2 separate regions of the Mus musculus genome follow, and region 1 is linked to region 2. The links are chromatin contacts, called in public HiChIP or PLAC-seq maps. All regions are on one chromosome and are shown on one strand. Each heading gives the region's core, a stretch centred on a gene start, on an enhancer-like site or on the middle of the called end of the contact. The rest is flanking DNA. Distances are from core to core; before and after follow the strand shown.

Region 1 (6,880 bases), core at 3,579-6,078, 78 kb before region 2:
ACTACTGCCACTTCTTGCTAGTCAGACGAGGGCTGCCAAAGCCTGCCGTTTCTGATGCGTGTCTCTGAGTGCCCCGGGGGACCAGGATGACCCAGGCTGGCTTTGCCTGTGCATTGAGTGTCATTGTTAGGCCCAGAGGACCTAACAATGGGATTCACAACCACAGACTTTGACTTGGTGCAAGACCAAGGGTATTCGGCTTCATCTGGGCTCAATCTGAGGGGTTTTGATATAATTACCGTGAGTAACCATCTTTGCTTTACATGGTGTATATGGGACTATTGCTAGAGCTACTGCATAATGTACTCTAAGAACTAGCTGGGCAGTGGTGGCGCATGTCTTTAATCTCAGCACTTGGAAGGCAGAATAAGGTGGATCACTGTGAGTTCGAGGCCAGCCCAGTCTACAAAGTGAGTTCTAGAAATGCAGGGAGAGAAAAACCAACCAACCAAACAAACAAACAAACAAAAATAACAACAAAATCCCTCTAACCAACCAACCAAAAGAACTAGTGCTTCTAAAATCTGTGACTTGGTAAAAACATTTCCAATGCAAGAGAATTAAGGTAAGAGATGGAGCTAAATCTGCCAGATTTACAGGTTAAACATCCCACCCTCTCTTCTTGTCTTGATGTTCTAACTTGACATTCAGAAGGAGAGTGAACTTTGGTCCTTAAAAAGCATCATTAGTTTATAATGAATTCAGATGAATTTAGTATTTATCCAATAGGACTAGTGACCTCATATTAAAAATAACAAGACAAACATACAGAGGAAAGACATAAGAAGAAGATGGCTCTCAGCAACCAAGAAGTGAAGTTCAGAAGGAACCAGCTCTGCTAACAACTTGATTAAAGAATCCTAAGAAAATAGATTGCTGATGTTTAGAGGCACCGAATCTGTATTGTTTTCCTTTCTTGCTCCTTCTGGCTCTTTCTCTCCTTCCTTCTTTCCCTTCTGCCTGCCTCTCTCTGTTTCTCCCTTGACCAAGTCTCACTATACAGCCCTGGTTGGCTTGGAACTGGTTATGTAGATGTAGACCAGGTTTGCCTTGAACTCACAGAGATTCGGCTTCTTGAGTGCTGGGTTTAAAGTTATGCACTACTGCAACAGCTCTGGTATTTTCTTTTGGCAGCTTTAGTAAGCTAATGTAAGTTACTGAGCTTGTTATAGGGATGGGGCTGTCCTAGAATCATCCAGGGATTACAATGTAGCTATAAACATCCTCAAATGAGGAAGAGAAAGAGGCCAAAGATGAGGTCAGTGTGCTATGGAACTGGACCCTAGGCTTTAAAGTTGTACAAAGACGTGGTCTGAGTCACCGGGAAGGTGACCCAAGGGATGTGGGTGGATTCTAGAAGTGTTACTAAGAAAATGGATGTACTCAAATGATCTCCAGAAGGCAGCAGCCTTGCTGTTTTATAGAGACATGCTCTGAAAGTCTTTTCAAGCCTGGCATGGTGGCACACACCATTGGTCCCAGTAAAGGCAGGCAAATTTCCTCTTAGAGTTCCAGGCCAGCCAGGAATACGTAGAGAAACCCTTCTTAGAGAAAACAAAGAAATCAAGACAGCTTTGCTCACAGAGTATAATACCCCAACATTTTGGGGACTTGTTTTTAGTCACACTTTCCTAAGGTGTCTCATGCTTCCTTCCTTCCTTCCTGACTCACTTCCTCGTTCCCCTCCTTTCTTAACTCTAAAAATGTTGGCAGTTTTCTCATCTGTGTCTATTAAGAACAGGTTATTTTTGACCTATCATTAGGGCACTCTTCGGGAAGGCACGTGCAACCCTCTGCTGTGTCCTGACGTGGCCCCAGTCCCAGATATAAACATCTGGAAACTTCTCGTTATTATGATGCTTGCTTTATTCTGTCATAAGTACAATCCACCTTGCAGTTTGTAGTCACCCAGCTAACACCTCCTGGAGCTAGTGTGCATGGCCTGCGTTCTGACTGGCCAGCAATCCAATCTGGCATGCTAGCAGTACTAGGGGAGACCTTTGCTTGCTTGTTTGTTATTAACTGAGCAGAACAAATCGGATCATTAAAGGTCATGGGTCAAAGGGCATCCCCAAGGCCTAGGTGTGCTGGGAACAGTGAAATCTCAGACCTGGCCACGTCACACTCTCTTCTGAACTTGAACTCATGCTCACACTACGTGCTTTTGAGTCAGTGAGCTTTCCCCAATGTTTGGGTTGGCTGCTTGCCTAGCCAGCAAGGTTGGCAAAATGTGCTATAAAGCACAGGTGGTTAGGAGACCTGGATTCGTTCCCGAGGGCCGTCAGAATGAAATACCACAAGATGTGTGGCTTCAAACAACAGAAGTTTGATCTTTCACATTCCTGGGGGGATGCAAAGTCTTAAACAAAAGAGTCAGTGGGGCTGTGTCCTTTCCTATTCCTTGCTAGGCACCGGAGCCTTCAAGGTGGTGGGTGCAGATTCTTCACGCTCCTTGGCTTGTAGCTCCATCAATCTAATATCTACTTTTATCATATGAAATATATACAGAGTGTTTCTGTGTCTTCTTCGCTGTTGTTTGCATCGTCTGGGCCTGGCTGGCTGAGATTCGAGGTATAGATTAAGCCTGCTTCTGCAGAGTGCTGGGATTAAAAGCATGACTCATCATACCTGATCTGCGCCTCCTAATGAGAACTCCAGTCATGTCAGATTAAGGTCCTCCTTACTTGAGTGTGACCTCATCTTAATTGATTGTACCTCCAGTTTCCAAATAATGGTCCAGTCTGAGACACTGGGGTCAGGAATCTTGTGGTCACCGTTCAACCTTGCCAGCTACTTTCAAATGATGGTGGTGGGAAGACTGTTCTGGGATAGAGAAGGCATCAATGCGACATGTCACTTATGTCATTGTGAGAATTAACTGAGAATGAAATAACTTAAACTCAAGTTTACAATCTATTTTTACAGTATGATGTGTTTAGTGGGTTAAAAGATGTCTACTTCGTAGGTCCTATTGATCATATTCCTTTTTATGACAGAAAGCTCAGAAGTGGGATTGAGGATTGGAGGTGGGGGCGCGAGCTTGGATTCTCTGAGTGGTCTCTCACTGTTAAATGCCATTGAAAGTGCTTTTTCATGTTTGTTTCTTGTGGGCAAGATCTTATCATGTATCCCAGGCAGCCTTGAGCTTTCCCAACCATCCAAATTCTAGAATAGCCTTACAGATGGTGCCACCATGACTTTCTAAATGGGAGACAGGGAGATTACAGACAGCAGTGAACTCACACTCCAGAAGCAGAGTTAGAGAAAAACGGGATGCTCACTGTCTCCTGAGACAGGAGCACCGCGAGCCCTCGGGAAGGCAAATGCTTCTTTCTTGGGCTTTTCATACACTAGACAGAGTCCTGTCTCACTCCAACCCATCTTGTTGGAATATTCTGATAGTTTAGTCCTGACTCATGCCCAGTGTTATCATACCAGTGTTAGCCTGGTTCATGTTGCTACCACACAGTGCCTGAGAGTAAGGCTAAAAACGTATTCCTCGTAGTTGTCACCCTGGCTATGGACTCTAGGATCACAATTTCAACAAGTCAAGGTCTTGTCTCTGTTTCCGAGATGTTTCTCTGAGTACTGTATCTTCCAGAGAGAGGAAAGCTCTAGCTTCGCACGGCAGAGGACAATGAGAGTAGACTTACTTCTATGAGCTTGTTTCTTCTCTTTCTTTTTTGACACGTCTCCTTATATAGATAAGGGTGGCCTGGAACTCTTGGTTCACCAGCTCTCACCTTTCTGGAGCTGAGAATGGAAGGGTTACAAGCCCCTTTTTATGAAGCCATTGATGCAGACCTTAGGGCAGAGCCCATAGGACTTGAGTGTTTCATACTCCTGATTTAGTTTCTAACTTGTGAATCTGGGATACATTATGGCAACTGAGTGGAACCCTAACGACATTAGTACTTACAGTATACTGATTCCAGCCTTAGAAGGCACCTTCAGGTCTTTCCTGTTGCCCATACTCTTCCTCCAGCAGTCCCTAAATTTAGGTTGCCTTCTCTGACTAAACCCTTGGGTTCCTCAGCAATTCTGGGTCTCCTGTCTCCTCTCATTCGTCATGGTTGGAGCATCTCTTGCTATCTACGCATTGGACTGACAGTCTTACCTCAGGAGTAATCTCTGAGAGCCTTTCCTGTTTTCATTGTTCTTATGGTGTCCTGAGAGCAAACAATAGCTCGTAGGGTTTTTTTTTGTTTTTGTTTTTTTGTTTTTTTTTTAAGTTTGTCACCTCTTTGAGGCCTTGACCTCTTTTGTCCTCATATAGTTGTTGCAAAATAGAGTTGTTACAAATGTGTGTTCTATACCATATTCAAGAGTTTATCAAGTTAGAGCCACAAAGGAGGCTAGTCACCTGCTTGTTATCTTTTCTTCTATTAGTCAATACTTCAGGGATTTCATGATGGCATTAAAGTGGGGTCCATCTTGAAGCAAAAACCAAGGTGAATCTGGCAAGAACCTGACCCAATGTGTGCATCTATGAGAGTATGTATGTCAACGTCCAGGTGTTGTGTGGTAACCACTCTTACTTGGCTCTCTCATGGACACTGACCTAGCCAGCCCTTGGCCTCAGCCCAAGCTGCAGCTTCAGCTCACCAAGTCCCCGGTCTTTTGAGACAGTGGCTTGCATTTCTCCCTTGCCCCCGGGGTATACACGACAATGGCTACTAAAGCTGGACAGCACAGTCTGAGTCACGTGTCCTGGCCCCTCAGTAGCTCCCATACTGAGGCCCTCCCTGGCTACAGGGCAGAGGCCTTTAGATCACGCGCGCCCGGGAGGCCCTGGCCGGGCCCAGCCAATGGGCTGACGGCACCCGCATGACCCGCGCCAGGAGGGCGTGGGGAAGCAGGCCAGGCGCGCACGCTGCCGGGCAGAATCACCGCCCCCACCTCTGCTCGGGACGGGAAGTGAGTCGCCGGGGTCCCCGGTGCAATCCAACCAGAGAGCAGGTCTCAAAGCCGCCTGTACCCCGGCCGAAGCATGGCGGCCGCCAAGGTAAGAACGGCGGGCCGGGGCGATCTGGAGCCCAGAGGGGTCCAGCCGGGGTAGTAGATGCGAGGTTCCACCTTGCAGCTGAGGGAGGAAGGGGCACAGGGGACTGCACTTGTGGCCGCGTGGGTACCGCGGCCCGATCGTGCTACAGAAACTTTGCCAGCCGGACACTCCCACTTGGTCTGGCCAGGAGCGGTGTCCCGCGGGACCGAGCCCTGGCCAGCAAGGAGGAGCGCGCGAATGGGGCCAGGTAGCCTGGGGCAGGGAAGAGCCCAGGGACACACAAACCCTTCTGCTACTTTGGGGTTCTCCTGCTTCTGACCCGACTGTTGTTGACCTGAGTTTCTCCTTCCAGGGGCCCCAACTGGGCCTGAAGCCTATCCTATTACATTTCAAGGGTTCCGCCCTCCCGCTGGTAGGGAAGTCACCTTGACTTCCGTTTTGGAAACTGGGAGACTTGGCCTGCGTCTGTGCGCAGCTAGCCCTGGACCCTTCCCCACCCCCACCCCCACCTCCCATCTTCCATCCTTCCCCTTTCTCTCTCCATCTGACAACACTTACAAGGCAGCCTCTGAGCCTCAGAGAGGCTTCTTTTTGAAAATGACAAAACAGATTGTGCTGGGAGCATGTCACTCCTGTGAAGTTCTACTTAAAAGGAATTCTGTGTAATGTGAATCGTTCACGAACCCAGGGAGAAGGCAGCTCTGACAGGTTGACCTTTCCTCTTTCACCGGTTCTTCAAACCTGCACACCATTTCAGCCTCTCTGGACTGCATTTCAACTTTTCTGGCAGAATACCATATTCAGTCCCAATCACTCGAGTCATTGGAATTTATTGCTTTTAATTTTAAGTTCACGAAGGCAGCCCTTTAATCAAGCCTATACAACTTCTTAGATCATTTTAAGTGCAGTGAACTTAAATATACCCAACATTTCAAACATTTGTCCTTAATCAAAACTCTGTGATAACCCTGAAGAGGAAAACATGGCCACCACATCATATTCTGATTTATTCAGGCAAACTAATCACATTTGCAATGGAAATTGTAAGCAGACAAATATATTTAAATAGTGTTCTATGACTAGTCTCTCCAGGCTCCCCAAATCCTCAGTTTTCTTGTTCCTAGACTCAGTGCCTTAAGTGGCCTTCCTTCCTCTGTAACCCTCAGGAGTGTGCACTGGGTGTATTTGCGCATGAGTCTGTGGATGGGCACTTTGATTTATTTCTGAAGCTACTTTAGTTCTTTCAAGCCAATAGCCCCTTTCTTTGCATTAACTTTGCATGATATAACGATTGGTATAAATCAGTTCTCTGGAGTAAATACCCACTCATCATTTATATACCTGTGTGGGAGTTTTGTCACTTGATTTACGTTACTTTAATTGGAGATGCAGTATTGATGGGCACTAAATTGAGACATATGCCTAGAAACAGAATAGAAGACTGGGCAGATACGAAGTAACAAGTGAAGAAGCAGGCTCAACTTTTTAGTTGCATTTTTTGTAATTGAGACACATCCTATCAGGGAGAGTTGGTTTTTATCCAAATCAGGAGGCCAAGGAAACTGAAACATTCCTGTCACCTTTACCCTTTGAAACCTGCCTTCTTTGTTATTTATTCACTGACAGTCACCTCTCTTCAGTTCGGATGGCTGACATATATAGATATAGAATACCTTCCAATAGGATATAACAAAACCAACTGTAAGTGGATGAGAAAGTCAGGATAAAGAGAAGGTAAGGAGAAGCTGGGCATTGTGGCACACAGGTTTAATCCCAGTGCATTGGAGGCAGGGGCCAGCTTGCTCTATAAAGTGAATTCCAGGATAGACACGAGCTGTTAAACTAAAAAACCCTGTCTTCAACAACAACAGCAAC
Region 2 (7,570 bases), core at 1,232-3,731:
TTATGTCGTCTGTTAGTATAGACTTTTTGCATAATGTTTACAAGGTTCATACATGATATTAGCACACTTTTCCACATATTAAGATTCATTTATTACTTTTTTGTATTTGGATAATAGTCTATTATATGGATTTAGTGTATATTGTCTAGCTCATCAGATCCCGAGTGTGTACACATAGTTTGTTACTGTTTTTTGGCAATGACTAATATTGTTATAAACATTCACCTGCGTACTTTTTGTGGCTATGTGGTTCCCTTTCTTGTGGCTGCACATTTGGAATGAACACTGTTAAGTCATACAGTAAATCTGAGTGTCCTGTTTTCCAAAGTTGCATTTCATATTTGCAGTAGTGCCTGTGGGTCCCAGTGTCTTCACATTCCCAACAACACTTGTCACATTCTTCTATGCCCACGTTAAGTGGTAGCCATTAGTCTTCATCTGCCCTGGCAATGCTAATGCTGTGCGACACCTCTTTAGGTACTTGTGGGCCATTTTTATTTTAGAAAAATGTCTCCTTAGTTTCTATTTTTTCCCATTTGAAAACTGTCCTTTTATCTTTTGTCCATCTTAAGTAGAATTGTCAGGTCTGAAGAGATGGCTCAGCGGTTAAGAGCACATATTGTTCCTGAATATGCCCCAAGTTTGCCAAGCACAGACCTTGGCATGAAGGGGGATTCTGAAAGAAGGGGTGTCTGGGAGCGGTGAAAAGAATGACTTGAAGTCAAATCATGAATCCAAGCTGTGTTCTTCTTGATCCAGTCTGTTGCTATGTTCTGCTTTCTCTCTATAAGTTGTCCTCTGGCACACACACACACACACACACACACACACACACACACACACACACACACGACCCACGCCATACTGTGACATGCACGCACACAATAATTTTTATCCTAAAAACTTCTCTAGATAGCTTGTATCTTGCCGAACTCAGGTCCAGTGTTTCATTTTCCTTATCAACCTAGTCTTTTGCTCCAGGGTTGCTTTTGATTATCTTATGAATCATCTCATCACCCCACCTTTTGATTAGAAAGAGACAGCAAGCATACATTTTGTTCTTAACATTGCAAAAGAATTTAGTGATCTGTCTACCTTTGTTAAGCATAGATGTTAAACTAGTTGGGTGGGACCCTGCCCGGAAATTACCATTACACGTGGGCCTAACCTCACTCTGTCCTAGGCTGACCTTGAACTCAGGAATCTGCCTGCCTTTTTATCTTTCTGACAAGCTGGCTCTTAGTGTAGCTGCCTTTGTTGCTTTAGATTCATGAAGCCCATCATAATTCATATTGCATCCTTATATTTTGCATAATTGAGAAATATATCATATATTTGGAGCTCTTTTCCATAGTCCTAAAGATTGTCCTGAAGGTTCCAGTCTTGCCAAGATATTAGTCACATCCTCAACTCCTGGACTCCTGCTATCTCAGATTATCACGGCATCACTATATTAACAGGGAGGACATGTCTTGGAGGAATGAGGAAATATGTACATTAATACATAAACAAGCTTTATGCCCACTGCAGCCATTGACACTAGCAGAGCCTCATCCCAGGGGCCTGTCCCAGGGGCAGGAACCATGTCACTCTGCCGCCACCAAGGCCATGCTGGGCTCAACACAAGTTTAATTACCAGTAACGGCCATGGAGCTCTCAATTGCCTGTAGCTTCAGCTCTAGGGGATATGACAGCACTCCAACCTCCTCGTACAAACACACACACATACACATAATTGTGAAAAACTAGTCTTTTGCAGGGCAGTGGTGGCGCACGCCTTTAATCCCAGCACTTGGGAGGCAGAGGCAGGCAAATTTCTGAGTTCGAGGCCAGCCTGGTTTACAGAGTGAGTTCCAGGACAGCCAGGACTACACAGAGAAACCCTGTCTCAGGGAAAAAAACAAAGCAAACAAACAAACAAAAACTAGTCTTATTTCTGAGTTGTGAGAACCCTTTCTATATTCCAGAGTTTATCATACACGATTTCCTCCTACCCACCACCTCTAGACTATAAGAGATCTTTTACTCTCTTGATGTTACACTTTACAAAAACAACTTTGGTGATGTTTAATTTGTCTGTTTTTTTTTCTTTTTTCTTTTTTTCTTTTTTATTTTTCATATTCAGTCAGCGTTTTCCTCATCCAAGGCTACAGTATCATGCCTCTATTTTTTATATTCATATCTTTATCTCTTAACTTCATAGATACATTTGTTAGGGGTTTTGTTTATCTTGGGTTAGTAGTAGGTGGCCAAGGCTGGACTTGACATTTTGCCTGTAGAGATTGAAGAGGTCAGCTCAGCTGTTAGAAAATTCCACAGGACCTCCTCCCCTCCTGGGGGGGGGGGGATATAGGTCATAAAGAACATAGGTACCCCTCCGCTCCAGAAGGGAGGGGCTAATTACATTCCTCAGACCACAGGAAGGAGGGACCAACCACCAGAGCTCCAAGACACATTCCGAGACCGTTGGCCACCCACTTCATTCCCTATAGACCAATCAGTTTAAAAGTCACACTGTTCTGCTAATCATATTTTGCCTAATGGCGGTGGCCCTGAGAACTGTATAAAGGCTCCCTGGATGGGCAGCCCGGCATCACTCTGCCTATGTGCAGGGTGACCCCAGCATGCTGGATTAAATAAAATTCCTCTTGCTTTTGCATTGATTCTGGCTCCACGTGGTTCACTAAGGGGATTCCCGGTAAGCTAAGGCTCAACAGAGTCTTACAAGATCATTTGTTTTACAAGCTAAGGGCTCATGTTTCTTGGTGCATTATCAGCCATACTTGTTGGAAATCTCCGGGCAGCAAACACACATGCTTGAGTTTGCCTCTTGCCTAGCTTGGGTCATTTTTAGCCTATGTTATGTTGGAACCACAGTTCTGAGTTGCAGTCACTTTGTACTGACTGAAGGCCAGCTCTGTTCTTGTATTTCAAAATTTCCTGGGCTCCCTGGATGGTGATGGTGCGTGCTTTTAATTTCAGTACTTGGGAGGCAGAGACAGGCAGATCTCTGTGAGTTCTGGCCCAGCTTAGTCTACAAGGTAAGTTCCAGGACATCAGGGGCTACACAGAAAATCCCTATCTTGAAAACAACAAAACAAAAACTACAAATTTCCAGATCACCAGACAAAATCTTGGCTTTTCTGGGTTCCTTGAGTTCTTGTATGCATTTGAGAAGCAGGTTGTCTCCAGCTTGTCTCTTTCCTCAAGAAGCCAGCTAGGTGTATGTCACTTTGGGGTGTCTGACCATTCAACACCAACTTTGGAATGTACTTCTGCCACCCACCATAAATTTTATGTCACCATTTATTTCGAGCCAGGGTCTCACATTGTAGCTCAGGCCAACCTAAAACTCACTACGTGGCCCAGGCTGGCTGGCCCACATCTGCTTCTGACTCCTGAATACTGGATTCAAGGGATAAGCCACAATTCTTATTTTTATTTATTTTGCCATATAAATAATACTGATTATTCTAATGAATAGCATTTTATGGCATTTGAAGAGTAGATGTATTTCATATTTGTTATTAAATTCGTGGCTTTTTGAGGACGTTGCATATGGGATTGTTTCTTCAAACTTATATTTAGATTGCTATTTCATATATGTAAAACTACAACTGACAGGTTTTTATGCTGAACTCCCATATTCTGATCTGGCTGACTGCTTACTAATACGATTTTTCTTTTTTTCAGTAGAATCCTTGAGATTCTGTGTGTGTGTGTGTAAGAGAAATTTATTTGACACAGCTTATAAAAGTTTGAAATCTTCTATCATAGGCTACTGTGTTTCTACAAGAAGCCAGCTTGTATTTTGGAGCAAATCAATGTTTCTTTGGAGGGGAAGTCTGGACATTCGTCTTCCAGAAAGAAACAGTTGCTACTTTGTAATTATTTCCATCGCTTTTAAAACCAGATCTTACTCTGTAGCCTAAGCTGGCCTGAAATTTACAGTCCTCCTATCTCTGTCTCCTGAACACTGGGCTTAGAGGTCAACTCCGCCCTGTCCATTGTAATTACGCTTTTACGATATATAAAGTATAGTCGACTTTCAGGTGGGAAAACAGTGGAGAAAACAAAGTCTTGCAGATAAAGTCAGAGGAAAATGAGCTTGTTTGGTAAAGTCTTGGCTTAAGTAGCATCACCGTTCCTGGGGGGTGACTGATGGAAGAAGCAGGCCTTCCTAACACAGCTTAGCTCAAAGTGAAGTAATGCTGACTATGCTTGAAAAGGTAAGCATTGCATTCGCTTTCCTTTCTGGAAGAGTAAGGGAGCTTAGAAACGCATGCCTCTGCCTCTCTAAACCCTGTTTCCAGCACTGCCATCCCGTTGGTGGGCAGTGCAGCTTGCCTCCTCCCTGCGTGGCCTTACTCCACGAATAGGACTCCAGGATCTTACTTTTTATGCCAGGAGAAGCCTTTACCTTTTTCTCACTCCTTTTAAGTCAGTGATGGGGCTAGGAACATGCCAGAAAGTTCTCAGCTGTTGAGTTATAAGCTAAGAAAGCAACGAAATGGCAGAAAAAAGAAAGCTTTCTCTTCTTTCCTAAGACTTCAGGTTAGGGACTTGAGACGGGGCACAGTGATTAAGGGCTCTGGTACTGTTCTTCCACAGGACCTGGGTTCCATTCCCAGAGCCCACATGGGAGCTCACAGCTATCTGGACCTCCAGTCCCACAGGATCCAGTGCCCTCTTCTGGCCTCTGTGGGTACTGCATGCACATAATACACAAAATACTCATGCACATGAAATTTTAAAAAAATGTAAAAAAGCAAACAAACAAAAACACCTTTAGCTTAGCTCTAGAGAATTCTGGAAAGGTATGGATATAGTGAGAGCTTAGCTTGGTCATAGGAAAGTCCCGAGTTTTAACTCCTGGAGTCTCTATGATAAAGGTCATTTGCCTTTGAAAGGCAAAATGTGGAGCTTAGCCAGGCATGGATGTTGCTTTGTTTCTTAGTTTCCCATTTTTTAGCTGCTAGTTGAGGCACACTCTTCTGGTTGTCTCAGAAGGCGCAGGACACTTCTTAAACACTAAAAAAAAGATACTGTCTGGGGCAGCATGTTCTTGTTTTCTAAAGTAAGGGATGGGTACCACTGAGGGATGAGCACCACAGAGGGATGAGCACTACAGAGGGATGAGCACCACAGAGGGATGAGCACCACTGAGGGATGAGCACTACTAACTGTTGTGATATTTTTTCACTTATAGCGATTTCTTCAGTTCGTAAACCTGAAGGCAAAAATTTTATAAAATGAGTGTGTCCCCAAGCCCTTTGTTGAAACAGAACAAAAAGTTCAGATTTATGACCCCCCCCAAAAATTTTGGGGAAAATATGTGTGTTTTTTAGTATGACATTAATTTTTGAAGGTTTTGTAGCAGTTCATTGGCTGGGACAATAAATAGAAATGTCCTTCTGTGCTCTGGACGTCACTGGCTGTGGCCCGTCTACTGGCTTGACAATTTCCTGGGTAAGTGACAATCCTGGTAGAAAGGTCAGAGAGTGACTGAAATGTAGAAGCTGTGCCACCTGGCAAACGACTCTAGGCCTTGCCTACCCCACCCTCTACACAGCAAGGGGCTCTATGCTCTTCCTCCCTTCTGGAAATGCAGCATTGAGTCTTAGGAATTTAAATTGAATAGTACTTACCCCTGGCAGGTTATGGAAATACCTCGGGTATCTGGAGCAGGATCTATCAGTCTTAGGGTGGCTTTGGACTCATATACTGTGTCTGAACCTTTGATTTGCCTCAGAAGAAGTGAACTTTGCTTTCTGCTTCAGAACTCCTGTGAAAGTTGTTGTTAACTGCACCCCCAACCCCCTCCTTCCCGGACAAACTTAGGGCCCACATCAAAGTTAAAAAAAAAAAAAAAACCTTTCTTAGCCGGGCATGGTGGCGCACGCCTTTAATCCCAGCACTTGGGAGGCAGAGGCAGGTGGATTTCTGAGTTCGAGGCCAGCCTGGTCTACAAAGTGAGTTCCAGGACAGCCAGGGCCAGAAACCCTGTCTCAAAAACAAAACAAAAAAAAAACAAAACAAAAAACAAAACAACAACAACAAAAAAAAAAACAAAACCTTTCTTTCTTATTTCTGTGTTTTCCTTCCTCAAATTTTGCTTCCGTGTTGTGGAGAACACCCCCACCCCAATGCTAGCTATTTCTTCAGTTCATAAACCCGAAGGCAAAGATTTTAGAAAATGAGTGATCCCAAGCCCTTTGTCAACCTGACCCTAATACACTGTTGTGGGGTTAGACTTGGCTATAGCTCCTTACCTCCTGTGGTCCACACTTCTCCCACAGCAGTGAGCACAGCATTTCTACTGTGTGCTGGTCTGGGGTTGCAGCCAGCTCTTCATAGCATCTGTATTACAAGAGCTGGTGTGTTAAAACATCTAAGAAGCAGGTGATTGGGCCACATTCTGAAGCTACCTGGTGTTTACACTGTGCAACTGCAGGGAGTTAACACTCAGGGACTGTGGAAGAAATGTATGGCAATGCAGTCACTATGTCCTTCAGGGTCCACGCATGACTGCTGTTACACGTGACTGTTGCGCTGGGTGATCTGGAAAGTACCACAGCTCTCCTTACATATTCATTGGCTGTTTCAATGGAGAGTTAACATTTAACAACCAGGGAATCTCTTCCATAGCTTAGTAAGCTGATTTTGGCAAAGTACAATCGTTTACCCTTGTGTCAGGAAAACTTAGGGGGGCTGGTAACCATAGAGATTATTTGTCCTGAAGGTCACTGAGAAGAGGGACTCGGGATAAGCTGGAGTACCAGTGAACTGTTGGTCACTGATTGCAGAAATTACTTTTCATGCTTCCAAAGCTACCTCCTGACCTGTTGACTGTTGTAAGCTTTTGCTGGTTGATTTCAGTCAAGTAAACTACTTAGAGAGAAGTTGTCCTCTGCCTTATATATAACCATGCCAGCCATGGAGAGAAATCACGTGTTGACAATGAGGCCTACGCCATCAAGTCATTAATAATCTGTTTGGAACGGATTTACAGTAAATCTGGGCAAATATACATATATAGACCACATAAATACTTTTTTTGCAACAACTAGGGTTGGCACGTTTTAGGATTGAGCAAATTCTTCCTAGTATCATAGCTTTTAAAAGGCAGCTTTAAAGTACTTTTCAGTGCTTCGAAAGTGAAGCTTTCTAGACTTGTGGGGAAACTGTACCTCCAGGGTTAAAGGTTCACAGTATTGGGTTTGGATCTGACCTCAAGGAAGTAGTAGATGACGGCTAACTATAGGGGAAATAATTATTGGCTAGAATGAAACTTATTTTAAATGCATTCACTAATTTAAGTCTTTAAAGCTCATACATATATGTAAATATGTATGTGTAAATATGAGTCTTGTATAGGGGTGTTAGTTGTTCAAAAAGTGTCGAAACCTTTAGCACACATTTCTTCAGTATCTCCAGACATCCTTCTTCCACATGCCACGTGACAACCAAATTCCTGGATGTCTTGACTGTATATTCTGTCTGTTTCATATTTTCTCTTACTTTCCATGAAACATGAAGTAAGGGCCAAGAAAAGATGTTATTGAAGCTG

The links. HiChIP or PLAC-seq counts read pairs in DNA pulled down with a chosen protein or histone mark.
Region 1: a contact with region 2 is called in an H3K27ac HiChIP or PLAC-seq map of embryonic stem cells, with 20 read pairs. The contact joins the promoter of Slc25a13 here to the enhancer-like site in region 2. A contact is called at or near these places in 6 of 39 promoter capture datasets (the C10 cell line, embryonic stem cells, liver and 2 more), 13 of 484 Hi-C or Micro-C datasets (the AML12 cell line, embryonic stem cells, liver and 1 more), 13 of 115 datasets of contacts at active chromatin or transcription factors (the NIH/3T3 cell line, embryonic stem cells, intestinal villus epithelium and 3 more) and 1 of 9 other capture datasets (embryonic stem cells).

Annotation. Positions count from the first base shown.
Region 1 is chr6:6,215,121-6,222,000 of GRCm38.p6, reverse strand. It overlaps Slc25a13 (solute carrier family 25 (mitochondrial carrier, adenine nucleotide translocator), member 13), which reads left to right and starts at 4,828. Exons shown (of 18, transcript NM_001177572.1): 1 at 4,828-5,005. The coding sequence starts at 4,991.
Region 2 is chr6:6,134,127-6,141,696 of GRCm38.p6, reverse strand. The region is part of intron 4 of Slc25a13 (solute carrier family 25 (mitochondrial carrier, adenine nucleotide translocator), member 13); the gene reads left to right. Among named protein-coding and RNA genes, the nearest start is that of Slc25a13, 79 kb to the left of the region's middle. Within about 2 kb of position 2,481, at least 8 of the 459 cell types and tissues checked have an H3K27ac peak or open chromatin away from gene starts, as enhancers often do. A contact at or near this core is called in embryonic stem cells, where this site is marked.